2 separate regions of the Zea mays genome follow, and region 1 is linked to region 2. Evidence: chromatin contacts called from public Hi-C data. All regions are on one chromosome and are shown on one strand. Each heading gives the region's core, a stretch centred on a gene start, on an enhancer-like site or on the middle of the called end of the contact. The rest is flanking DNA. Distances are from core to core; before and after follow the strand shown.

Region 1 (5,807 bases), core at 810-3,309, 570 kb before region 2:
CTCCAAGATCGTATTGGGCCAAACTGTTTTCTATTATTACTTATTAAATACTTATGATTTGTTTGGATACTATAGTATTGACCTCAATCATGTGTTGGGATGGATTGGAGTATAAATTAGTTTAAGTTACGCTCTAATCCACCTCAATACGTGTGTATTAAGGTTAATACTAGAGTATCTAAACTAGGTCTTAGGGTTTTGTCTCTCTCTCATCAAAAAATGAAAGTCATTTTTTTACTACAAAACAAGTTCTCGTAAAAAGCTAGTTCTATAATCTTCTTAGATTTTTTTTGTGATGCCACTACTAGGTAAATGTTGTGATTAATTTTTTAATCGTTTTTTTCTAAAGCTAGCGTGCAAAAACATATTTATGGTGGCATCATAATAACATGTTGATTTTTGGGCTAGTTTGATGGAACTAAATACAGTGTTTCATTGAGGTCATTTGCATTTAAAAAAATGGACCTAGCATTGTATAAAATTTGTTATCGTGAAGTGTCAAACTTAAGGTGCTACTATGATTCATGTAACTAAGTTAGTAGAGACAATTTCGTGATCTTTTGTGAATTGTGATCGCGGCCCATATCCAAACCGCTTTCGCACCCATCACCACCCACTCATTATATTGGACTATCTTATATCATTTAGAAACTATTTTATATTATATTAGGCTATTACGTGTTTTGAATCTTGTCCTTACATTCGAACTATTGGACAAACTCAACTTATTATATAGTCATGTTGATCTATGTTCTATATAATATTGGTGGGGTAACTTTCTTACGCGTGAGCGTGAACTAAATTCTAGTGAATAATATACAATCCATGTATTATCAACAAATATCTCGTATCTGTGTGTATTCAACTAAATCTATAGCTATTAGCTCGTCAATCCATTTAATTAAGTCAGCGTAATGACGCCCGACACGGTCTAGATGCACGCGGGCCACAATATGGCACAAGCACGTCATGCTGGCCTGCTAACTGTGTCGGGCCAGCCCGTTAGCCCGTCGATCCATTTAATTAAATCAGCGTAAAATATTAAAATACGGTGCAGGAGGTGGGGTTCGAACCCATCCCTGATGGAAAAAAAGGGCAAGAGACACTAAGTGAAACTGTCTAACCAGTAGAACATCACGCTAAGATGTTTTTAATATTGAATATAAATTGTATATAGGTATATACGTTTTTTTGTAAAATTAAAAAATAATCGTGTCGGGCCGGACCAGCACTACGGGCCGAGGCTACAGTCCAAGCACGGCACGACGTTCTTTGCTCTTGCAAGCATTAGGTCGTTTCTGAGACCACATTGGCGCAATGGACTACATGGTGTTTGAGGTTGCTGAATTGGATGAAGCAGCAATGATTTGTCACACTAACAGCAAAATGAAAGGTTATTTGTTGGTTTTAAACGTTAGTAATTGCTACGAAGTAGCGTAATTTATATGGAGCGCATACAGTTCTTATTGATGCCTAACTTTAGCAATCACTCTATATTTTGATTTATTTTTTTATAAGTTTGACTTCATGGTACTTATTTTATAAACTTGATCTCACAAACTTTCTCTTATTTGGTCTTTGTATGATGAAATTATATCATTTTATAATCTCTGTTCATTTAGTCAATCGTTGTGAACTATCTTCTAATCGCTCACTTCATTGACTGTGTTGTACCAAGACATATTTGCATGAAGTAAACAATAACATCAGTTAGCTAAATCAAAAATATATATTATACAGAGAGCGAAAACAATCAATAAAAAATCTTGCATTTTTTTTGATGGATAGTTTACGTGAGTATTGTTGTAAGCCGTCGCAACGCACGGGCAACCGACTAGTAATATCTGTATGTATTACTTATCCACCAAATAAATATCTGGTATTTGTATCTTTATCCGTATTAATTCTAACTATTTGTATCCGGTTTTAAATTCGATTGAAATACATTATGGCAGTATACAAATGACCTAATATACTATCTGTCCCGTTTTCACGCTACGTGCTCACGGGTGGTGGGCCCACTATGGCATAGAGAGAATCAGAGAAACATGGGGGCATGGAGCATTCGTTGCGCTGCGCCAAATCTCGCTTCCAGCTCCGGCCCGGTGTGCTCCGCAGGCTCCACCTCCGCGTCCTCTCAAGTCTCAAACGCTCAAGGTCTCACCGGAGACCGCGCCGCGCCCCGCGGGCTTCTGGTAGCTCGGGATGGCCTCCGGGGGCTCGGCCGCACGTGACGCGTACGACGAGGAGGCCGCCGTCCGCCGCCCCCTCGAGCTCGATAGCCGTGACGCCGCCGCCTCGTCCTCCGACCACTGGCCCGGTGGTGAGCTCGAGGCGCTCTGCCGCTCTCCTCTATGAGTCCGTAGCCGTCTGGGTTGCCGGGGATCTGGATTGGTCTTGCGGTTTCGGGTTCCGGAGCTAGGGAAATTAGAGCATGTCGTTGGATTTCGTGTGGTGGAACAGGAGTCAGGAGGATATCGAGCTTAATTGGGGAGAGGAAATGATGGCGGAGAGCCTGCTTGGCTGAGGTAGCATGCTCTGGGTTCTGGCTTCTGGAAGCTACGGTTGTGCGTCTGGGATCGTTGTCGACTTGTCGTCGGTTAGCGCGGTGCAGTTGCTGTCTGCTTTGGTAGATTGGAGCTGGGTGAGCGATGCACGGTGTCATTCCCCATACTGAGTGAATTGGTGCACAGAGAAGATATGCTGGGACGTGAAGGCCACGTCACGGTTGAAATGCTGCACAGTGGGAATCTAGTTAGTTAAGGAAAGCTTTTAGCAGGATGTTTCTGTCAGCCACATGTTTTTTCCTTCCAAAATTCAAACCATAATCCGTTGCTTAAATAGTTAATGGTCCCTGTCTTGCTTACCTCAGCGTCAGGATTGTCTCAAATGGTGTAACCTATTGTAGGGAATGCCATGCCTAGGTATCAAGTGGGCTTGACAAAGGATGATTCAAGTAGTAGACACTCTGAGTGGCGGCAGCCTAGCACAGATGATGTGCGCAAGAGCAAGCTCGGGCCAAGATACTTCACGGCGTTTGGCGTGGATCTGTCCCCTGATAATATGGCAGTTGCCATTGTCTATTTTGTGCAAGGGGTTCTGGGTCTTGCACGGCTTGCTGTGAGCTTTTACTTAAAAGATGATCTCCATCTAGATCCAGCTGAGGTGTGTGTTGCTCATTCCTTTTCCAGGTTTTCCTGTCCTCCATCCATGCACCATATTTGTATTTAGATTGTAGAGCTCAGTTCTTGTTACATGATGTAACGTTTCCGCTGTTTAGTTAATAGGTGCTGTTAGGGGACTAAACCGGTTTCTTTAATATAGACCGCAGTGGTATCTGGTTTCTCGTCCTTGCCGTGGTTGATCAAGCCCCTCTATGGCTTTATCAGGTCTCGCAAATCCTCCCACATCCATTTCTTTCGGATGTAGTGTACACTTGATTTTGATCCTCGACTTTTGCCTTTCAGTGATTCCATTCCACTCTTTGGATATCGAAGGAGGTCGTACCTTTTTCTGTCAGGGTTACTTGGAGCACTTTCATGGAGTTTAATGGCCACAGTAGTGAGCAGTAAATACAGTGCAGCATCCTCTATTCTTCTTGGCTCACTTTCTGTTGCCTTCTCAGATGTTGTAAGTGCAAACCGAATATTCTACTCTCAAGTTATCTTGGTCTGTCCTTTATGCCGATGATCAATAATATCAGGTCCTGTCTGTTACATTTATTCAGTTGTTAGAAATCATCGAAGTGATGGTATGCTTGAGTTGTTAATTGATACTTTCCTGTTCTTCCTTAATGCCATATTTATGCTAGTAGATTTCTTAACCTGCTATGCCATTAAATATTCTCTGTGAACGTGAGAAATTTATTTCCTTCTATGCTGAGCTCTTTATTCTATTCTATATATTCCAAGTGGATCTGTGATCATTGTTTATACAGTATTTTCCCTTTTTTGGTGTACTTTACTTTTCATAGAGAAAAGGGCATAGAGCAAATTTGTATTGAGTTATCTCACAATCAAATTTAACTGTAAAAATAAATGCAGGCATGAGGAAAGCTCTAACAAATGTCTAGTATGAAAACAATTTTAAAATGCATGGGAATCTCCATAGTTGCATTGGTTCCTGTAAATGTTTTTTTGTAAAAAAAATTTGTTGTGCTTTGCAGCACGCTTCATTTAAAATCCCTACCCATTAATACTGAATACACCAACTAGTCAACTGTTTGTGAATCAGTTACTGGTGCGTATTAACATGTTATTTCCTTGTCTTGATTCCAAATTTTCATTCAGACATTTCTTGAAAACACGTTTTCATAAAACATGTCCATAAAATGCATCCTTCTAGTTCTAGCTATTGACACAATCCAATCATATATTGTGTAAGTTTAGGCATGGGGGCATCTAAGGGCATGTTTGTTTGGGATTATAATCTGCTCATATTATATATTCTAATTTATTTTGAACTAACACTTAGTTCAAAATATATAAGTTAGATTATAATCTGAGTATATTATAATCCCAAACAAACAACCCCTAAATATATCAATTTTACAGCACAACCAAAGAATAAATGGTCACTAACCTTTAAGCCAAAACTATAAAAAAATACAAGCTCACATTTATGACCTCATTGCTTCCAAAAATTTCCATTGGATTGTTACAATGTGCAAGCACATAGATGAGTTTTGGAATTAGCTTGGGTTTTTCTAAAAACAGTTGCGAAAGGGTCTCTAGCTGAGTTGGTTATGTGGTCTGAGTAGCACCCCTTAGGTATTGACTTTGAATCCTAGTGGGAGTGAATTTCAAGCTGAGGTTAAAAAAGGTAACTCATTGGTTCCCCTGGTTATGTGCACATGAGATGGGCTGACCTATAGGGGGGCGGATCCTTGTGTAGGGGCTGGGAGTTATTGTATACAACATTTCCACTTCCAGGGGTTTCTTCTAGCTAGCTTCTAGTTTGCATGGGGTAATAATGCACCTCTAAATAAACACTGCTCCTTCAAGAAAACACTGGTTAATCCCGACATAGTTTTATTTCCAGTTGAAGTTTTACACTAAGGCTGACCATCTGAACTTATTTTTACAGTGCTATTCAAACTAATTGTTTTCATTAGGGGCCTGTCTAGCCATAAAATTGAATGCATCTGGCCAAGTGTGCCAGTGTGATTAAACATTTATCCAAGTTTACCTTTTTTGTACCAAAAAATATCATCATATAATTTCCACCTCATGTTGGGAATGTAGAACAAGAACTTTTGCATGTATATCGCTTCAAGGTTTATCTCAGCACAATGTGGGAACACTGTAGGTAGTGGATTCTATGGTTGTTGAGAGAGCCCGTGGAGAATCTCAAAGCACATCTGGATCACTCCAGTCGCTCTGTTGGGGATCTTCTGCCTTTGGAGGAATTGTGAGTGCTTACTTCAGCGGTTCGCTTGTGGATACTTATGGAGTAAGGTTTGTCCTATTGTACCACGACCACTTGAGCTGACACGCGTCCCATTGTTTTATAGTTCAGTCTACTGATGAAAGTATTCCTGTAAATGCAGATTTGTCTTTGGTGTAACAGCGTTTTTACCCCTGATGACATCTGCTGTTGCAGTTCTTGTAAATGAACATCGCATATCTTCTGGAGAACGTACTACCTTACACTCTGGTTCAGGATTCGTTGAGAGTTCTAAGCAGCACGTCAGGCAGCTTTGGACTTCAGTAAAGCAGCCTAACATATTGTTGCCGACCTTGTTTATATTTCTTTGGCAAGCAACACCACAGTCAGATTCTGCTATGTTTTTCTTCATGTATGTCCAA
Region 2 (5,188 bases), core at 798-3,297:
TGCCAATGAATTAGTTGAAGTTTCTGCAATTGCCAATAATCATTGGCATGTTCTACAAGATTGTTTGGTTACTATAATTGTTTTCTGAATTCCGAGGCTGTCATTTGCAGCTGAAGGAAATGACCACGGTGGAATTGAGATCCTACCTGACCGCGCATGATCTCCCGGTTTCTGGTAAGAAAGATGTACTTATCAGCAGGATCTTGACTCACCTGGGTAAGTGAAGCCGGGTATCCGAACTGTTAGTTTCCTGAGACCCGACTGACATCTGTAGTGCTGTCTCGCGGATCCTTGTGGACCGTAATCCTCCCCCGTGCAGGCTACGTGCCGATTTTTTGTATAGCGACAGGACAGCACCAGTTGCCAATGTAACCTGTGTTAAGTTTCGTCTTGTGGTATCATCTGCTTGTCATTGTCAACATGAAACATAATGTAATTCTGGATACTTAGACCCACAATATGGAGCATAACTGCATAAGGTATGTTAAAGCATAGGCCCTCTTTAGCATGGCTACTTGCTGTTTCAGGTTTTATGCTCAGGGTACTGTTGCATGCTGCGAAATGGCTTTGGCTTCAAATGAGCTTGGAGACAGGAGAAGCTGATGAAGTCATGTGTTGGGCAATCCTTGTCATCTATAGGGTAGCCAGCCTTGTCCGTATCTGAATATGCGAGATCATTGGTCCTGGAGGCTTTAATATGAACACCAACACCATGATCTAGAGTCCGAACGTGTGGAACGGAACCCAAGATTCAGCAGCTCACTAGCAAATCGCTGGTACCATACACGTGGTGCCTGTTTTAATCCATATAAAGACCTGTGAAGGAGACAAACATGATTAGGGAAATCCTTGTCATTGAAGCCGGATGATTGAAAAGCATAAACACGTTTAGACAGATCACCATGCAAGAATGCGTTCTTAACATCCAATTGATGTACATGCCACCGTCAAGATTTTTATGTCCCAAAGGAAATGTCCAGGTAAAATCAGGGAAATCATCCATGAGCACAAGATAAAACTTGTAACCAGAATTACTGACAACATGCGAGGTTCATACATCACAATGAACTAATTGAAAAGGAAACAACAAAATGTTTGTAGATCGAGGAAATGGCAAACATGTGGAAATGGCAAACCTAACATGTTTGCCTAGCTGACATACATGACATGTATGATTACCAGACTTAACTTGTGGCCTAGAATTTTTGTAGACGTGCAGGGTAGGCAAGGATAGGCAATGGCCTAGAATTGTTGTTCCGGCCTCCTTCACAGCGCTTGTCTTCCCGGCTGCCTCCCCTCGCCGCATATTGAGCGTGTGCTCGTCATTTTGCTTCCAACAGGTACTGTCCCACATCTTCCACCGCATTTCCTCGTCTTGGATGTTTTCTGATCACTAGGACCTTGTTGGGATTTTGAACAAATGTTGAACCCCTATGGGTTGGAGTGGAGAACGAACATTGCCGCATATCTCAACGCATCGGGCGGATGTCGGCGACGGCGCCTGCGTTTTTGTGCCATCGTAGAATCTCTTCTATTAAAAGCTACCTCTCCTTATTCGCATCCTAAAATTTTTGTCGGCGTGAATGGTAGGCATGAAGCCACGTCGTCTGCCTCCGCACCCACGGAGGCCTTATTCGATTAGGAGAGGGGATCGAAAGGTATTGGAGAGAATTAAATCATTTTATGATCAAAATTAAATATAAAGAGATTTAATTTCCTCCGATACCTGTGCAACTGAACAAGGTCGGACGGAGATTTTATTTCTTAAATGCAAGCGGTGCCTGTTTAAGAAAAATAAAAAAAATCCTTAACCAAATGTTTCTTCCCCGTGTATCTATCTCTCTGATAAGCAGCAGCAACAACGACGATTAATCGACTGATCGCTATTGCGCACTCGATAAGCAGCACTGCAGCAGTTAATCGTGATTAGTCGTTCGATCATAACACAGACGATCAGTTTGCCTGTGTTTGGTAATTTTCAATTTTGGTCTACATCGGTTTTTTTTTGTTACCATTCGTTTTGGCCCGCTGCAGCCCACTAAACATGTATGGACGCACATGAAGATTGAGACGAGAGCAGCAGAGCGCCACCACGCAGCACGCACGGACGCCATCGAGGAACCCTAGACCAGAGCACATCACACGGCCGGCGACTGGCGCCCCCTCTTCGGTCCCCAGCGCGGCGACGCCCTCCTGCTTGAGCAGGTGTCCTCTTCTGTCTGCTTGAGCAGGTGACTTCCTGGGCTTTAGGTACTCGCTTTCGCTTCCAACCAGCGCGTCCTCAGCCAGCGCTGGAGGCCGCCCAGCCGCGCCTGCGACCGCAGACCGCGCGTCCTCACTCAGCCAGCGCTGGAGATCTCCTGTCCGCCCAGCCGCGCCTGCGACAGTGCGACCGCCCTCCTGCCCCCAGGTACGCAGCCGGCCCCTCTCCTCCCTCCTCCCTCTTCCCTCCGCCAGTCCGCCCACAGGCTAGTGCGCCGCCGTGCCACAGGCCACTGCCCAGTGCCCACTGCGCCGCGCTGCACGGCCAAGCTCCAGTGCCCACTTGCTGCCGCTGCATCCACTTGCCCGGCCAAGCTCCAGTGCGCCGCCGCATCCACTTGTTGCCGCTGCCCTCAACGGCCCAGATCCATCCGCTGCCCTTGCTGCCCCTCACAGTGAATCACCTCTGCGGCTGGGAGTGAGGGGTCCCAGCCACTTCCCACTGGGCCGCAGACCGTCGGCCTCTGCGCTGCGTCTCACGTCTGTGGCCACTCCACAAGACCAGCAGCCAAGCCAAATTCTATGTCAAGTCTGAAAAGACGTTCAACGTTCGTTTAAACGTTTAAATGTTAAAAAGTTAGTTCATAACGTTTTAACGTTTTACCGCTTCCGGGGAGGAAAGCACTGCAAGATGATACTGCTCCAGTCCCCATCGAGGTTCCTGCTCCAGATCCTGCAAGACCGTGTTCTCAGGTATATTGCTTGCTGCCACCCTGCTTCCACCTAGAGAGAACATAACCACATCTTGCTTCTGGTAGCATGATTGTTTGCAATAATCCCATGTAATTTCATTTCATATGACGTTGGGCGATGCAGTGGCGAGAAGGGCATGGACATTGACTGTCACACGGTAGAGTTCGATGATGTCCGGTATCATATCCAGGTAAGTAAGTTCTATACTGTCGCATAGATTTGTGTCAAAAGGATGGTATATGTATACCACCATGGCGGCAATGGCTTGACACATTTTGGCATCAATCCTAATCAGTGTCATATTCTTGGGGTAGCTAACTTTTGGAAGTTGGTTTTGGTACAAATTAAACAGTTGATCCTAAGGTGGCTATCCACTCGATGGTTAGGTCCAAAAATATATATACAGTTTGCAGTTTTAATCCTGCATAATATAACTCAATATATAACGATAGTCAGTACTCAGTAGTTAATTGGGTCTATTCTTCCCAGTTTGGTATGTGCCATTTGATAGCATGTCCCTTTTAACCCCAAATTACCTCTTTGTTCACAAGAACAGTAACAAGAGCAATGAATAAAATGCTGTCAGCCTGTAACCTTCTTGCTTCTTGAGTTCTTCCATATACTGAATGGCTGCCATAACATTACATACTAACCATATAATTAGTGACAAGCACTTGTGGTGCAAGTAAAGGTTTCTTCTGTATTTCGTAATACAACAAATATGGACTTGTTAGTGTTTGAGCATTGCTATCTCAGCTGAAAGTGTGTTAAAATTTATAGGTCGATATTGTTCTACTTTAAGCAGATTTTCATCTAATTTTCAAGTTCTTGGATGTGGAAGCTGCCTCATGCTCAACATTACAATTCTAATGAATCTGGTCTTTGGTTTCAGTTTTCTATGAGGAATCCAAAGGTAATGGTGTTGTCAGTTGCTTTGCCTCTGCCACCTCCTGAAGCGATTCTGTATGATGGGCTACCACTAGGTGCCATTGAAGCTATAAAAGCAGCATATGGGCCAGTTGTGCAGATTCTTGATCCTCCAAAGGACGGGTTTGATCTCACAATGAAGATAAATTTGACAAAACTTCCGCTAGATGAAGGTTCTAGAGTTCCCTTCTCAAGGTTATTAATTGTCTTGTTGTGCTGCATGATCAAATTGGAAGATGCTTCCTTGTATCTTGTTTATCTGATAGTGAATTTCAATGTGGCGTAACATTTCCAAGGTTATTGCTGTCTGGCTGAACAATATTTTCAAACTTGTTGATGGCTTGTGTGTCTTTAGATGCTATTGATTGTCAAAAATTTCATTGCTATTTAGTTGGAAACATCTTCCTCTGTATATGAGTAGATGCTTCTAATGTCATGCGAATGTACCATGTGGTTAGTTGTCTAAAATTTGGATTGATTCAATTGTTTTTGACTAGATTAAGTAACTCTCACCTCAAAGGGAAAAAGGGGAATAAAGAGCTCCAAATAGATCTATCCAGTTTGTTCTTATTTAATTTTCTAGATGTTTTATTTAAAGTTGAGATAAAGGGTATCTAGCTGAGTTGGTTATGTGGCTTGAGTAACTCTCAGGTCCTAAGTTCGACTCCCTGTGGGGGTGAATTTTTAGGTTGGGGTTACCAAAATCTTCCTATCCGTCCCGTGCCAAAACATAGGTCTAAGGTCCGGCTCTGATTGTGGTCATTCTCACATAGGCTACGGTGTCACTGTGTATGGGTGAGACATGGATTCAGCGGTTTTCTCGAGTTGCATGAGGTCTTCTTAATGCAATGTTTGATTGCTGTTTTACCCACCATAGGTCGAGTTTATTTAAAGTTGATTGCATCTTTGGATTTGTTGCACAATGTCATCCCAATTATCTTATTTTTTCATCAATTGTTATTCTTAATTTATTATTGCAGTTAAACTAAAATATTTTGCTGTTTATTGGAATAAAGCTGGCTCTGCACTGCTGAAGTGTTGTGTTTTTTACTTTTTAGGTCACCATACTAGGTTTTTATTGACATTCATTTCATTACATTTATTTGATGATGATGTGGGAGTTTTATATTTCTATTTTCATCCATCACTTCTACATTTAAGCCCTTGTATTCTCTTCAGGATAAGTCTGCCAAAGCCATAGCCATCTCCTGAAATGTGATCATTTTTCTATATGAGTCATGTTCTCTGTATTTGTAGCTTCTAACCATTTGTTTCTTTTCTATATTTCAGAGCAAAGGAATACTAT

Evidence for each region. Hi-C and Micro-C count contacts between places; a contact is called where the count stands out from the background.
Region 1: a contact with region 2 is called in a Hi-C map of ear, with 2.0 times the contacts expected there. The contact joins the promoter of LOC100285065 here to the promoter of LOC100282664 in region 2. A contact is called at or near these places in 4 of 25 Hi-C or Micro-C datasets (bundle sheath, ear, leaf mesophyll and 1 more).

Annotation. Positions count from the first base shown.
Region 1 is chr2:239,899,620-239,905,426 of Zm-B73-REFERENCE-NAM-5.0, reverse strand. LOC100285065 (biopterin transport-related protein BT1) reads left to right here and starts at 2,059. Exons shown (of 9, transcript NM_001157960.2): 1 at 2,059-2,323; 2 at 2,909-3,165; 3 at 3,325-3,389; 4 at 3,468-3,630; 5 at 5,308-5,456; 6 at 5,549-5,797. The coding sequence starts at 2,206.
Region 2 is chr2:239,334,652-239,339,839 of Zm-B73-REFERENCE-NAM-5.0, reverse strand. It overlaps LOC100282664, which reads left to right and starts at 2,047. Exons shown (of 10, transcript NR_178051.1): 1 at 2,047-2,410; 2 at 2,885-2,955; 3 at 3,079-4,055; 4 at 5,173-5,188. It overlaps LOC103648247 (a long non-coding RNA gene), which reads right to left and starts at 1,658. Exons shown (of 2, transcript XR_563345.2): 1 at 902-1,658; 2 at 391-816. It overlaps LOC100381505 (ATP-dependent DNA helicase 2 subunit KU70), which reads left to right. Exons shown (of 19, transcript NM_001320881.1): 19 at 111-491. The coding sequence ends at 224.